Linked DNA regions of Rattus norvegicus: region 1 is linked to region 2. A link is a contact called in public Hi-C data. All regions are on one chromosome and are shown on one strand. The core of a region is the stretch at or near the end of the contact, and the rest is flanking DNA. Distances in the headings are between cores, read along the strand shown.

What was found. A called contact is a pair of places that touch in the nucleus more often than the background predicts.
Region 1: a contact with region 2 is called in a Hi-C map of liver, with 3 times the contacts expected there. The contact joins the promoter of Rrp9 here to the promoter of Poc1a in region 2. A contact is called at or near these places in 9 of 12 Hi-C or Micro-C datasets (the A7r5 cell line, Schwann cells, frontal cortex and 5 more).

The regions. Positions count from the first base shown.
Region 1 is chr8:115,994,761-116,001,329 of GRCr8, forward strand. Rrp9 (ribosomal RNA processing 9, U3 small nucleolar RNA binding protein) reads left to right here and starts at 1,420. Exons shown (of 15, transcript NM_001108778.1): 1 at 1,420-1,558; 2 at 1,798-1,880; 3 at 5,321-5,430; 4 at 5,788-5,855; 5 at 5,940-5,981. The coding sequence starts at 1,463. It overlaps Parp3 (poly (ADP-ribose) polymerase family, member 3), which reads right to left and starts at 712. Exons shown (of 11, transcript NM_001008328.1): 1 at 598-712; 2 at 1-51. The coding sequence starts at 44.
Region 2 is chr8:115,797,264-115,803,339 of GRCr8, forward strand. Poc1a (POC1 centriolar protein A) reads left to right here and starts at 4,133. Exons shown (of 11, transcript NM_001109296.2): 1 at 4,133-4,501; 2 at 5,846-5,930. The coding sequence starts at 4,484. It also overlaps a transcript of Rpl29 not described here.

The DNA.
Region 1 (6,569 bases), core at 170-2,669, 190 kb after region 2:
TTGGAGCCCTCGGTTTGCATGGAAGATTTCCGTTTTGGAGCCATGGCTCTCCTGGGGCAGGAGATAGGGAGCGTTCAGATTTGCCTTTTTTCTCCTACTCCTCCTTGGTATACAAATCCCCATCTTCAAAACTGCGCTTCATACCTCAGAGATGCTCCTCCCTAAGTTGCAAGTACAAGGTTAAGGAACCCCGGTCAGTTCTGCCCAGCCTGGGGCTAGGGAGAAGTTGCCTCCCTACTCTCTCCTGCTTGAGGTGTGCCCTGAAGTGGTAGAAAAAGTGAAAGCGGGCTCACCCCTCCCACTTCTGGGGCACCTCCCTTTCTAGAACATTTCCTCCTTCTGTCAGTCATCTGGCAAGGGCTGAATCATCTGAACTATAGGACAAGGACTCTATAAGTAGCTCTGCAGCCGGATCTACCTCTCTAGAGCTTAGGACCAAGTGGTGAAGAAGCCTTTTGCTAACAGTCTAGAGTTCTGGGGTGCCAGCCAAGGTTTCAGGTAAATGGCTTTCAACTAACTGCCAGAGAGCAAAAGCCACTTTAACCCGCCCTTCCCTGCCCTGTGGAGGACTCCAGGGCAGGGCCAGAGGACACTCACCGAAAAGAAACGGAACCTTGAAGAGGTGGCTGTTATTCTGTCTGGTATTAGGAATGCTGAGTGTGCCTCCTAAGAAACAAGTTCCAAGTCTGGGCTCCCATCTAGTGACCCTTCGTGAGCTTTCGGTTTGTCTTTGGTAGGGATTTCCCAGCAACCACCAGAGGAGGGGAAAGAGCTTAGGGGTGGTGTAGAATTCCAGTTATTTGGCCGCTAGTGGGGTGAGTCAGAGGCTGGGTAGGCCGAGGTTGGTGACCGGTCCTACAGATGAGAAGACACTAATCTAGACATATCGAAAGCCGCAGGGACTGACTCGCCCCTCATGTAGCTTTGATTAGGCACACGCAGCATGTTATTTGCCCAGTGAGTTTGGCTCTGGGTTCAGATACTGTCTCCTCTCCAGAGCTGCCGGAAATCCATTCCCTATGTTTTAAATGCCTGGCTGGGTTAGCTTTATCGCCGCCCCAGCGGGGGCGGCGGGGGGTGGGGGAAATCACAGAACCCCGCACCTCTAGCTCCCCCTTGTGGCCATAATATGCAAGCACAGGCATGCCCTCCTGGCCCCACCCCTCCCTGGAAGCAGGGAGTTAGCAGAGCGCAAGCGCCACAGGTCCAGGCCGGAAACAGCAGGAGAGACTTGCTTCCTACTCCAGGCTGGCGACGGAGCCTATAGGAGTTCTTGGAGGCGTGGCTAACTGAACCGGTCCAATAGACGATTGGAGGCGTGACAGGATCTTCTAAAGGGTCCAATGGAGCTGCGGAAGGCGGGGCCCGCCTCGCCGTGGGACCCTATCAGTGTTTCGGGTCTTGCCATGTGGCCGGGGTTTAGCAGCCATGTGAGTTCTTCAGTAGAGGCTGCGGCACCTTGATGAACAGTATGTCGACCGCCGTGGCAACTCGTAAACGGGCAAAGCCAGCTCCCGGGCCCGGGGCGGCCCCGGTGGACGGCAAGCGGCGGCGAAAGGTGAGCATGGAGTTTTCCTGGGCGCGACTGATCTAGTTACTGGGACAGCCATCATTCCATCCCAGGGCCCCCATCGGAGCATGTGTGTATCTTCTCCAAGGGCTCTTTCAGAAGGGAGCCTCCATCTCTTTTCTTCCACCCACCAAATCCTGGAAAACCTTCTGCTTGGCCAGGGCTAGGTGCCAGGTTCCTTTCTCAGTCCCGGGGCTCTTGACCAAGAAAGGATGTTGTATTTCCAGGTAGACTCTGCTGCAAGCAGAGGCAAGTCCAAAGGTGGCGGCAAAATGAATGAGGAGATTTCCAGCGATTCTGAGAGTGAGAGGTGAGTTGTTTTCTACCGAGAGAAAGGATAAACTGAGGCTCATGGTGACTAAAAAACTCGGTGCGACTGGTAACAGAGCTGGGTGTTTGGCTCGAGATCCTGGGTCTTTCCTTCAATTTCTGGCAGTGAAATGTCGTTTATCTCTGATGCGAGTCTATGGGAAGGACCCTGGGCCCCTGGGGGAGGGAGAGCCTGAGACCTTTTTTGGCTTCATGACATGGAGGCAGGCACAGGGCTGGATTGATTGAGAGGCAAGGGGTAAAGTGTACAGAACACATCTTAGTTTTCACACAGCACCACATGACTGGAGTCCTTGGACTCCATTTGAGATGAGTTTTGTCCAAATGATCCTACAGCTTCAGCTTTCTGAAGAATTAAAGCTAGAGAGTGTATTGTCACACATGTAGCCTTTCTAACATTAGGGACTTGTTTCACCGTTAGGAACACAGGGGAGCAGGCAAGTGGAGAGAGGCGGTGTAGGGAGGCGTGTGTCTTGGAGGCATGTGTTGTGAGAACGGAAGAAGCCTTTTTAAAAGTTGAGCCTGGAGAGATGAGGAGTGTGGTGGAGCGGTAGGGAAGAGGTTCAGGGATCCGTGACAAGTCTGGGGTGTTAGTGTGCCAGGGTGGGAGGCTGAAAAGATGAGCGGGCAGGTGACTTGCATATGGAGTTGAGGGAGGTTTGAAGTCTTCCTCATTCAGCTAGTCATGCGATGGCTACAGGGTTTCCAAGGATAGGGTGTTATACCTGGGGTGGAGATTCTTAGTCCCGGGAATCCTGAAACTTTCTGTATAAAAAGGATTTAGTAATTCTGTAGTATACCCCCAGATGGGATTTCTCTGTAGCAGCTATCCTGAAACTCACTCTGTAGACCAGGCTAGCCTTGAACTCAAGAGCTCTGCCTGCTTCTGCCTCCTGAGTACCAGGATTACAGACAGACCTGGCTATCAATTCTGCTTCTAAAAGTGAATATGTGTTGCCTTTTTTATTATTATTATTTATTTATTTATATGAGTACACTGTAGCTATCTTCAGACACACCAGAAGAGGGTATCAGATCTCATTACAGATGGCTGTGAGCCACCATGTGGTTGCTGGGATTTGAACTCAGGACCTCTGGAAGAGCAGTAAGTGCTCTTAACCGCTAAGCCATCTCTCCAGCCCGAATATGTGTTGTCTTAACTTGCTCATAGAAACTTTTTTTGAGGCAAGGACTTTCCATGTAGCCATGGCTGTCCTGAAATTAGCTGTATAGATCAGACTGGCCTCAACCTCAAAGACATCTGCCTGTTTCTGCCTCCAGGACCTGTGCTAAACACTTTGGTTTCTGTTTGTTTTTATTTGTGCGCGTGTGTGCGAGTTTGTATGCACTGTCTACATGCTGATGCCCAGGGAAGACCTGAGACATTGGATCCCCTGAAACTGTCATGTCAGGTGGTTGTGACAGCACCTGAGGGATGCTGGGACTGTAAGAGCAGCAAGAGCTCTTAGCCGATCAGCCATTTTTTTCCTGACCAATCTTTACCCACTCTTCAGTATTTTAATTAACTACAGAATCACCACCCCATTTTCTTCTGCTGATCTTCTAACATGGGCAAAAGTAAAAATAAATGTATACACACATTAAATTCAGGGCTGAGACAGTGTTTCTTTCAAAAGGGATTTTTTAACAAAGGGTGATGCTGGGCGTGGTGGTGTATACCTTTAATCCCCAACAACTGGAGGCAGAGGTGGACAGATCTCTTGAGTTTGAGGCCAGCCAGGGCTACATGGAGAAAATATGTCTTGGGAAACAAAACAAAACAAAAAAACAGAATTGCTAAATCCTGTTTATAAAGTCTGAGCCCCCTTACCTCTAACCAGCAGTCTGCTTTTCGGTGTGTGACCTTAAAGAAGAGTCTGATTGGGCACATTCAGGAAGGACAATAACTCTGGCCTTATTCTTCCTCAGACATTATTTATTTATTTTTTTTTTTTGGTTCTTTTTTTCGGAGCTGGGGACCGAACCCAGGGCCTTGTGCTTCTTAGGCAAGCACTCTACCACTGAGCTAAATCCCCAACCCCTATTTTTTTTTTTTTTAAAGGCAGGGACTTTGTAGCTCTGGCTATCCTGGAACTTGCTATGTAGACCAGGCTGGCCTCAAACTCAGAGAGATCTGCCTTCCTCGGCCTCCTGAGTACTGGGACATGCTCCAGGACACTGTTGTTCCTCACAGGTTTTAAAATCCCTTCTGGTGGAAGTCCTGGGCAAGGGTGCTGAGAAACAGCGGGTAGCAGACCGGATGTCTGCAGGCTTGTGATAGAGGGTGCAGCTGCCTTGGACTCCTGGCTCGAGAGTTCTCAGCCCCTACCTCAAGCTCCCAGGAACAGGTCAAAGCCGGACCTGTCTTTGAGTGAAGGGAGTGTCCTGAGCTGGCCCAGGGACACTAGGGCTTAGAAGGGACAGCCAGAAACTCATCATACATGGCTTAGTTAGTACTGCGTAGGATTCACGTGGAGCCCAGTCCTTGGGGGAGGACGCAGGAGCAGCAGGGCCAGGGCAGCCCCAGTATGTCTGTGTCTGGGGTTCCTTTGGGACTAGACATTCTCTGTCTTGGAGGGGTTGTCATCCTGGCATTTGCCTTCTCTGTTCTGTATGTTGGATTTCCTGTTTTCAGTATCCTGTGCTTTTCTCCTTTAATTTGGAAGCTCAGTAGAAGGACAGGATCAATTCCCTGTCACTCTGTATACCTGACAATGTCTTTTTAGCTGGGAGTTTTAGGGATAGTCTTTCTTATTCTAGCTCAGGCTGACCTTGAACTTGTAGTCTCCTTGTCTTACCCTTCTAAATTCTAGGATATTAGGTGTGCCACTCTACCTGGCTTGACAGTGTGATTTTCTGGTGGATGGTGATTAAGTTCAGGACCTCACTCTGTCACTGAGCCATACCCATGGCCATGTCTTCATTGGTCACCAGTTTATCCTGGTTCTTCCTCCTCCTACTCCTCCTCTTTCTCCTTTCCCTCCTCCACCTCCTCCTCCTCGACCTCCTCCCCCTCCTCCTTTTCCTCTTCCCTCCCTCTCCCCTGCACTGGCTGTGGACCCCAGGGCCTCAAGGATGCTTGTTTACTCTGCCACTAAGCTAAGCCTGCAGGCCTGCCACTTTTTACTTCTGATCTTTTGTATATAACTTGGCTTCTCTTGAAAGCTTGTGGAATCTTCTCTTTCCCTTTTTGTTGAAATGTTGTGATAATTTCCTGGTGTTGGGAGCTGGCTGTTTTGATGACCTTGTGCTGGACGCTGAGTAGGACCTCTCAGTTGGGGAAGTCATGTCCTTTTGTTTTCTGTATGTGTGTCATTGGCCCTGAGGGTTGGCAGGGGCAAGGCTGGCATTGAGAAAGCATAGTTCTAGTGGCCAGATGAGGGGGGCCATTCCCTTAGACTCTATCCCTTCTTCCCACAGCTTGGCTCCAAGGAAAACAGAGGAAGAGGAGGAGGAAGAGCTGGAAGAGACTGCACAAGAAAAGAAGCTACGCTTGGCCAAACTCTACCTAGAACAGCTTAGGCAGCAAGGTGAGCCGGTGGCTTGATGAAGGCCAAGGTCTCTGGTAGACCAGAGCCTACCTCCTACCCGTGTTGCATCCCCAGACATCTGATGGGCCAGTCATGTAGGTTCCCATGGTCACTGGTGCTGCTGGTGTTGGCTACCTTGCAGAGGGTGGCTAGGATCTCTAATGGGCCAGTATATCCTGGGACAGACCAGACCTTTGGGGAGCCAAGCTCAGTCTAAACAAAGGCAGGCAGGAACTCCTGAGGCACCGGGAACTTTCTATAAGATCGGCACTTGTAGCCCAACCCTTGGGTGGAGGGCTAGACATGGGGGAAAGGGGACCATAGCCTTGAATTTGTGGACCATTCTATCCTGCACAGAGGAGGAGAAGGCTGAAGCCCGTGCATTTGAGGAGGATCAGGTGGCCGGGCGCTTGAAGGAGGATGTGGTGAGTAGGGGGGCGGGGTGTGGGTGTGGTGGAAGACTGGCCCTTACCCCAGGTCTTCATTCCTCTCTTCTCCTCTCTTTGCAGCTCGAGCAGAGAGGCAGGTTACAGAAATTGGTGGCAAAGGAGGTGAGTGTGCGGGGCACTGGTATATGGGTAGAGTCAGTGAGTGTGCAGGGCACTGTTATATGGGTAGAGTCAGTGAGTGTGCAGGGCACTGGTATATGGTAGAGTCAGTGTGAGTGTGCAGGGCACTGGTATATGGTAGAGTCAGTGAGTGTGCAGGGCACCTGTGTATATGGGTAGAGTCAGTGAGTGTGCAGGGCACTGGTATATGGTAGAGTCAGTGAGTGTGCAGGGCACCTGTGTATATGGGTAGAGTCAGTGAGTGTGCAGGGCACTGGTATATGGTAGAGTCAGTGAGTGCTCAGGGCACCTGTGTATATTGGTAGAGTCAGTGAGTGTGCAGGGCACTGGTATATGGTAGAGTCAGTGAGTGTGCAGGGCACTGGTATATGGTAGAGTCAGTGAGTGTGCAGGGCACTGGTATATGGGTGAATCAGTGAGTGTGCAGGGCACTGGTATATGGTAGAGTCAGTGTGCTCACGTGGTCGGTAAGCAGTTGGCTTAGTGTTTCTCAGGCTGTTGGGCTCTGTAGAGAACAGTGGACACTTGGGCAGGCATGGTCAGGTATGCAAGTGTCTTATCTTGTAGCCT
Region 2 (6,076 bases), core at 2,883-5,382:
ACTGAGTTTTCCAGGATGGCCTCATATTTACTCTGTAGCCCAGGCAGGCTAAGAACCTGTGATCATCCTGTCTCAGCTTCTCTAGTAACTGTGACTACAGAGCTGAGCCACTGAGCCTGCTTAAAAGGTAAAACAGACAAAACCCCACTTCCATCCTCACCCCATATTATTATTATTATTATTATTATTATTATTATTATTTTTTTTTTTTTAGAGACAGGGTTTCTTTGTGCAATACCCTTAGCTATCCTGGAAATCACGTTGTAGACCAGGCTAGCCTATGACCTCACAGAGATCTGCCTGCCTCTGTAGAGTGCTGGGATTAAAGGCATTCACCACCACCACACCCAGCTAAAATATTAAATTAGACATATTTTTCTGCACCCTCCCCCCACGAAACCCCTCATCCTCTACCCCTGTGCCTTGAATGTTTAGCTGACTGTACCCTGCTCTAAGCTGCGCTACGCTGTGCGAAGCAGTGGTTTATCAGCTCTGCTTTGCCCTCCGGCCCTACAGCCTTGCTGTTACACAGCAGCAGCTGGTTTTGTAGTGAGTGCAGGGAGGCGGAACGACTCTATTCTTCTTGTTTGCACACGTAACTTATCACCAGTCATGAGACACATACTGATGAAGACCTCATTCTGTCAAGTGAGAAGTCACCACCTACACCCTTCTCCGTGTCCGGAGGGAGCATGTAGGCACATGGTGTTTTAGAACCATACTAGAGACTCCAGGTCTGAGAACTTTGTTGTCATTTTGAGCCTGGGTCTCACTCTGCAACCTTGGCTGATCTGGAAATAGCTGGCCTCAAATTCAGAGACCCTCCTGCCTCTGCTTCCAAAGAGATCAAAGGCTTGTGCCGTCATGCTCAGCCCCTTGAGAGCTCCTTGGAACAGACTAAACCAAGGAAGGGTGCAACCTCCTCTGGGTCCCATAAAAAAGAACACCTAACGCCACCATGGTAACAGCTCCATTAACCTGTTTTTCAGTAACCAGTCGCCCAGTCACCAAGTGACTGTGTCTGGGAGCCAACAGAATTCACAGTTCTCTTTTTTCTTTTCTTTTCTTTTTTTCGGAGCTGGGGACTGAACCCAGGGGTTCAACCCAAGCGCTCTACCACTGAGCTAAATCCCCAACCCCAGAATTCACAGTTCTCAAGGCTCAGCGCAACTCCCTGTTTAACTTGGTCCATTCAAAGTTCTCTGTCCATCCGTATCTGAGATGTCCTCTGTCTCTGCAGCCCCTGTGCCTCTGCAGCCCCTCTGTCTCTGCAGCCCCTCTGTCTCTGCAGCCCCTGTGCCTCTGCAGGGTGGCCCTGGGCACCACTGGCAGCTCTCGACTGTGTTCTCTAACACCATGTTAACGTATATAACTAACTCTTTGCATCTGTACCCGTTCCCCACCTCTCCTTCCAGCAAGGCTTCTTTGAACTCTCTAGCCTCTTAAACCTCTCTGTAGTCATTTTGTAGTTTACATAATAATACATTGTGTATACCTATATATTTATACATACACATACTTTCATGTATATTATTATGTAAAGGTAGGCGATCTGGAAGCAATATTAGTAATTAAGACTGAAATCATGAAGCTAGAGTTATAGCTCAGATGGGACCTTGCTTTGCTTAGAATGCATGAATGCCTGGGTTTAGTCCCCACCATCGTGTAAATCAAACACGATGGTATAAACCTGCATTTCCAGAATGGAGGCAGGACCATCTGAAGTTCAAAGCTTTCTTCAGCCAATGTTGTGATCTGCAGGCCAGCCTGGGCTATGTGAAACCCTTCTTGGGACAGGTTCCCAGACCTTAGCACTGACTGACTTCCGTGGTGGAAGTACCATGGAGGCCGTAAAGCACAGCACATGGATAGCACCACCTGCCGTAAAGCACAGCACATGGATAGCACCACCTGCCGTAAAGCACAGCACATGGATAGCACCACCTGCCAAAACTACATCAAATACCTAATCCAGCAAAGTCCAGAGATGTAGGAAACTCTCTAAATGTACTAACCTTGCTTTTGGGCTCACCCTGAGAAAGGCTCATGTCTACTATGGGAATCTTGAATACCCAGTGTAGTCACTGGCTGGCTAATCAGGACTTTCTATTGGTTAAATCCATGTCTTAGCAGTCTTCTCTGGTGGCTACCCCACAACATTCTCAAAAAAAATAAAAATAAATAAAAAGCAAGATGAAAGAAAAAGAATAAAAAGAGCCCGTGGCTGGTTGCTAGAGAGAACACCAAGGGCACCACTGCTCTTACCACGGACCCGGTTTCAGTTCCCAGCACCCACATGACAGCTCACAACTGTTTGAAACTCCAGTTCCGGGGGATCTGATATCAGACGTAAGTGTGGCACATATTCATACAGGTAGGCAAAGCACTCATGCATATAAATGTAAAAAAGTAAAAATAAAAACAACCCACAGGGGGTTGGGGATTTAGCTCAGTGGTAGAGCGCTTGCCTAGGAAGCGCAAGGCCCTGGGTTCGGTCTCCGAAAAAAAGAACCAAAAAAAAAAAAAAAAAAACAACCCACAGGGGTTGGGGATTTAAGCTCAGTGGTAGAGCGCTTGCCTAGCAACCGCAAGGCCCTGGGTTCGGTCCCCAGCTCCGGAAAAACAAAAACAAACAAACAAACAAACAAAAAAAAAACAACCCGGAGCTGCCCGAGGAAGGAAAACTAGGACTACGTAGAGAGACCTGATCTCAAAAGCAGAGCAGCAGCAGCAAAGTGATACAGCGCGTGAATTTATTGACATTCAATACATTTTGACATTGTAGAAATACACAAATGTGGCCATCACGTTTCTAGCGTTGGGTGCTCATGACACTTACAGACTAGAGACAAACTGAACACTGTTTATGGGAAGACTTGGAATCTGTCCTCTCAACAGTACGGAATGATCCAGAGTATTGTATAAGTAGGCAACTATTTTTGTCTTGGGACTTTCATAATTAATGGCCTATGTTAAACTAGCTTAAACATTCCTAACACAAAGGAACCAATTCTATGCCAACATAGTTAAAATAGGTTCAGATACATATCCTGTATCTCTCATCAAAACACTAAAAATTCGTTTTAATGGTGTGTGTGAGTGTGTGTGTGTGTATGTGTGTGTGTGTATACATGCGCGCGCGCCTCAGGAGACAGGAGGTGTTGAATTGCCTCTGAGCTGGAGTTACAAACTGGAGTTGTAAGCCATCTGATGCGGGAGCTGGGAATAGAACTTGTGTCCTCTGGGAGAACCGTATACACGCTTAACCAATGAGTCATTCTTTTAGATCCAGATACACTTTCCCACATGCCAGTTTACTGAGTTTACTGTCCCTGCAGATTTAGGGACACAGTTTCAAGCCTAGACATGTGGTAAGAAATCTCAGGACACAGCCAGATCCTAGTTAGTGTTTGATTATGGACAAGTTGGCTTCCTCAGGAGAGGTGATAGAAGGTTCTTGATTCTTACAAAACATCCAGTACAGGTCAGATGTATAGGTCACTCCGGGCCTTCACTGCAGAAAGTGGGAAAGGACGACCTCTGGTGGTCGGGTCCGAGGATTGCTTCTTTTACCTTTTTTTTTTTTTTTTTGGAAGCTCGGGTCAGGCTATGTAGCACAAACCCAAGATTATCCTCAGACTACCCAGTGATGGGAATATATCGACTTCTTTCAGACATACAGTATGTAAAGGCTTCTTAAGGCTAAAGAGTTCTGAGCAAGACGGGACGCAATCACAGTCCTCCTAGGACAAATGGGGAGGCAAGTCCTCAGAGTAGATGCATTTTTCCTGAGGTCACTCAGTAGAGAATTAAGAATTGAACCTAGGTCTCTCTAATCCATGGTTCTTATTCTGAGTGACTCCGGTTTTTTCTTTTTTTAAAAATATACCCTTAAGAGCAGGAACGAACCACTCTGGGGTACCAAGGCGCTAATAACTGGTTTTCAGTGGCGCCTTGGGCGGAAGCTTTAAGCCAAGAGCAATACCAGTATCCTCCTTCCGGAATCCTTAAGGCCGTCACTCAAAATGGTAAAAATCCTCCCGTCCCGGGGCATCTTGGGAAATGTAGTTCTACCTTTATTAAGACTGTGGGGTAAGTGCTATGTAGAACTTCATTTCCCCGATGGCTGTGTGCTTCGTTACCAGAGCTAGAGCTGAAAGGCCGAAACCTTCATCTAGGATTTTTTAAGTTCTCAGGAGGAAAGTGTGACAGCGAAGTGAAGCTTTTGGCTGCTCGGCCGGTTACCTCATCTGGCAGAGCTAGAGGACAAGAACGTGGCGCCCATCGAGCAACCCAACTTCCGGTCGGAGGGCAAAAACCTAGGGCGCTTCTCCTTTAATTGCGGTGGGCGGGACGCGGCGACGCCACCGGCGTTGCTATTGGCGGCGATTGGGGGCGCGGAAACTGAACTGGCACAACTGTCGACCCAGCTATCTCCCGCATTTGGGGCGCCGCTGGTACTACCAGCCCCGTTAGCCCTGCCATGGCTGCTCACAGCCAGGTAAGTCCCTGGAGAGTGGGCGCCTGGCTGGTTGGAACAATGGCCGCGAGAGGGGCGGGTGATGACGTGGGGTTCTAAGGTGACCTCCTCATCCAAGATTACAGGGTGGGCCGGGCATTGACTTAGCACCCCAAGTGCCAGGCTAGATGCTGGACCACCAGGGCGAACAAACAAGTCCCTGCCTCTGGGATGTACGATTTATCGAGGAAGACACAATCAAGGCCCGACCCTTGTCGTGGCCCCAGACGTGGCCCCAGACGTGGCCAGGGTGAGCCTCGTAAGTTTGTCCTCTTCAGAGCAACAGGTCTTTTTGGAGGTGACATCCTTTCCCAACAAGTAGAAGCAGTAGGCCTTTGGGATGCCTGGGATGGCGGAGGCCTGCAGTGTGACATGGGCTTGATTCTGACCCCTCTTCCCAATCCAGAAAAGGACTCTAAATTGGTCTTTTAAATAAGAATTTGCTTCTACATGACCAGGTGATAGCTGGTGGCGCCTGAGAAGACTTGGGTAGAAATAGGAGCCAGACTTTTGATTGCCAATTTGATATTCTGTTTACATTTAGCCACACACAGATTTTAGGGGAGAGGAGGCCTACAAGCAGGAAACCGCTCAGGGAAGAAGGCATTGGGAGGGAAGGGGTCTCACTGATCAGGGTTGAACGTGCTTCTGCCCACTGAGCCTAGGATGGACACGACCTCACCCGTATGTTTCTAAGAGGCTCTGGTGAGGACAGGAGGCAGAATGAGTGAGTACTTGCTGCTTAGTTGGAGCCTCCCCCTGACCTACCCCACCATCTGTTAAAAGGCGTGGTCCTGCAGGTGTGCTTGGGCGGAGCTGGGCACTGGGCCTCACCTTTGTTTAGGGTAGGTATAGCTTTGTGGAATAGCAATGGCTTTCATAGAAATATCCTTTCCCAAAGTTGTTTTGTTTTTTGTTTTTGTTGTTGTTTTATTTTGTTTTTAATTTCTGATGTTTGAGATAGAGGGAGATAACTTACTATGGTCTTGGCTATTTTGGAACTTACCTTGTAAACCAGGCTGGCCTTGAACTCACTGAATTCCACCTACCTCTGCCTCCCAAGTGCTGGGATTAAAGGTGTTTGCCCCCACACTGGGCCCATATTCATTAGTTGTGAATTTATTGATTCTTCTGTTCGTTCTTGGACGCGTGTTTGCTGATTGTGTACCTATTCTTGCCATACTAGTTTTTAGTGGATTCCTTAGGATTTTCTACGTACAAGATCGTGATTCGAGTGCTTTTAACATCTCCTGGTTATAGGAAGAGTCTTGGTTCCAGAGAAGCCTTTGTTTCTGGTTACAACCATTTGACCTTGCTCTTTCCCAGGAGGACCCCTCACTGGAGAGACATTTTAAGGGCCACCGAGATGCAGTTACCTGTGTGGACTTCAGTCTCAACACCAAGCACCTGGGTAAGGGAAGGCGAGTTTTTCTCTGGGAGATGGGAACACCAGTGTACAGCTAAGACATGCTGCTTTTTCTCGCCCTTGGCTTTGGTTCTAGCTGCCAGCCTTCTGGACACTGGGCTGATTAGGCTCCGTAAGCTCCTTTTGCATGA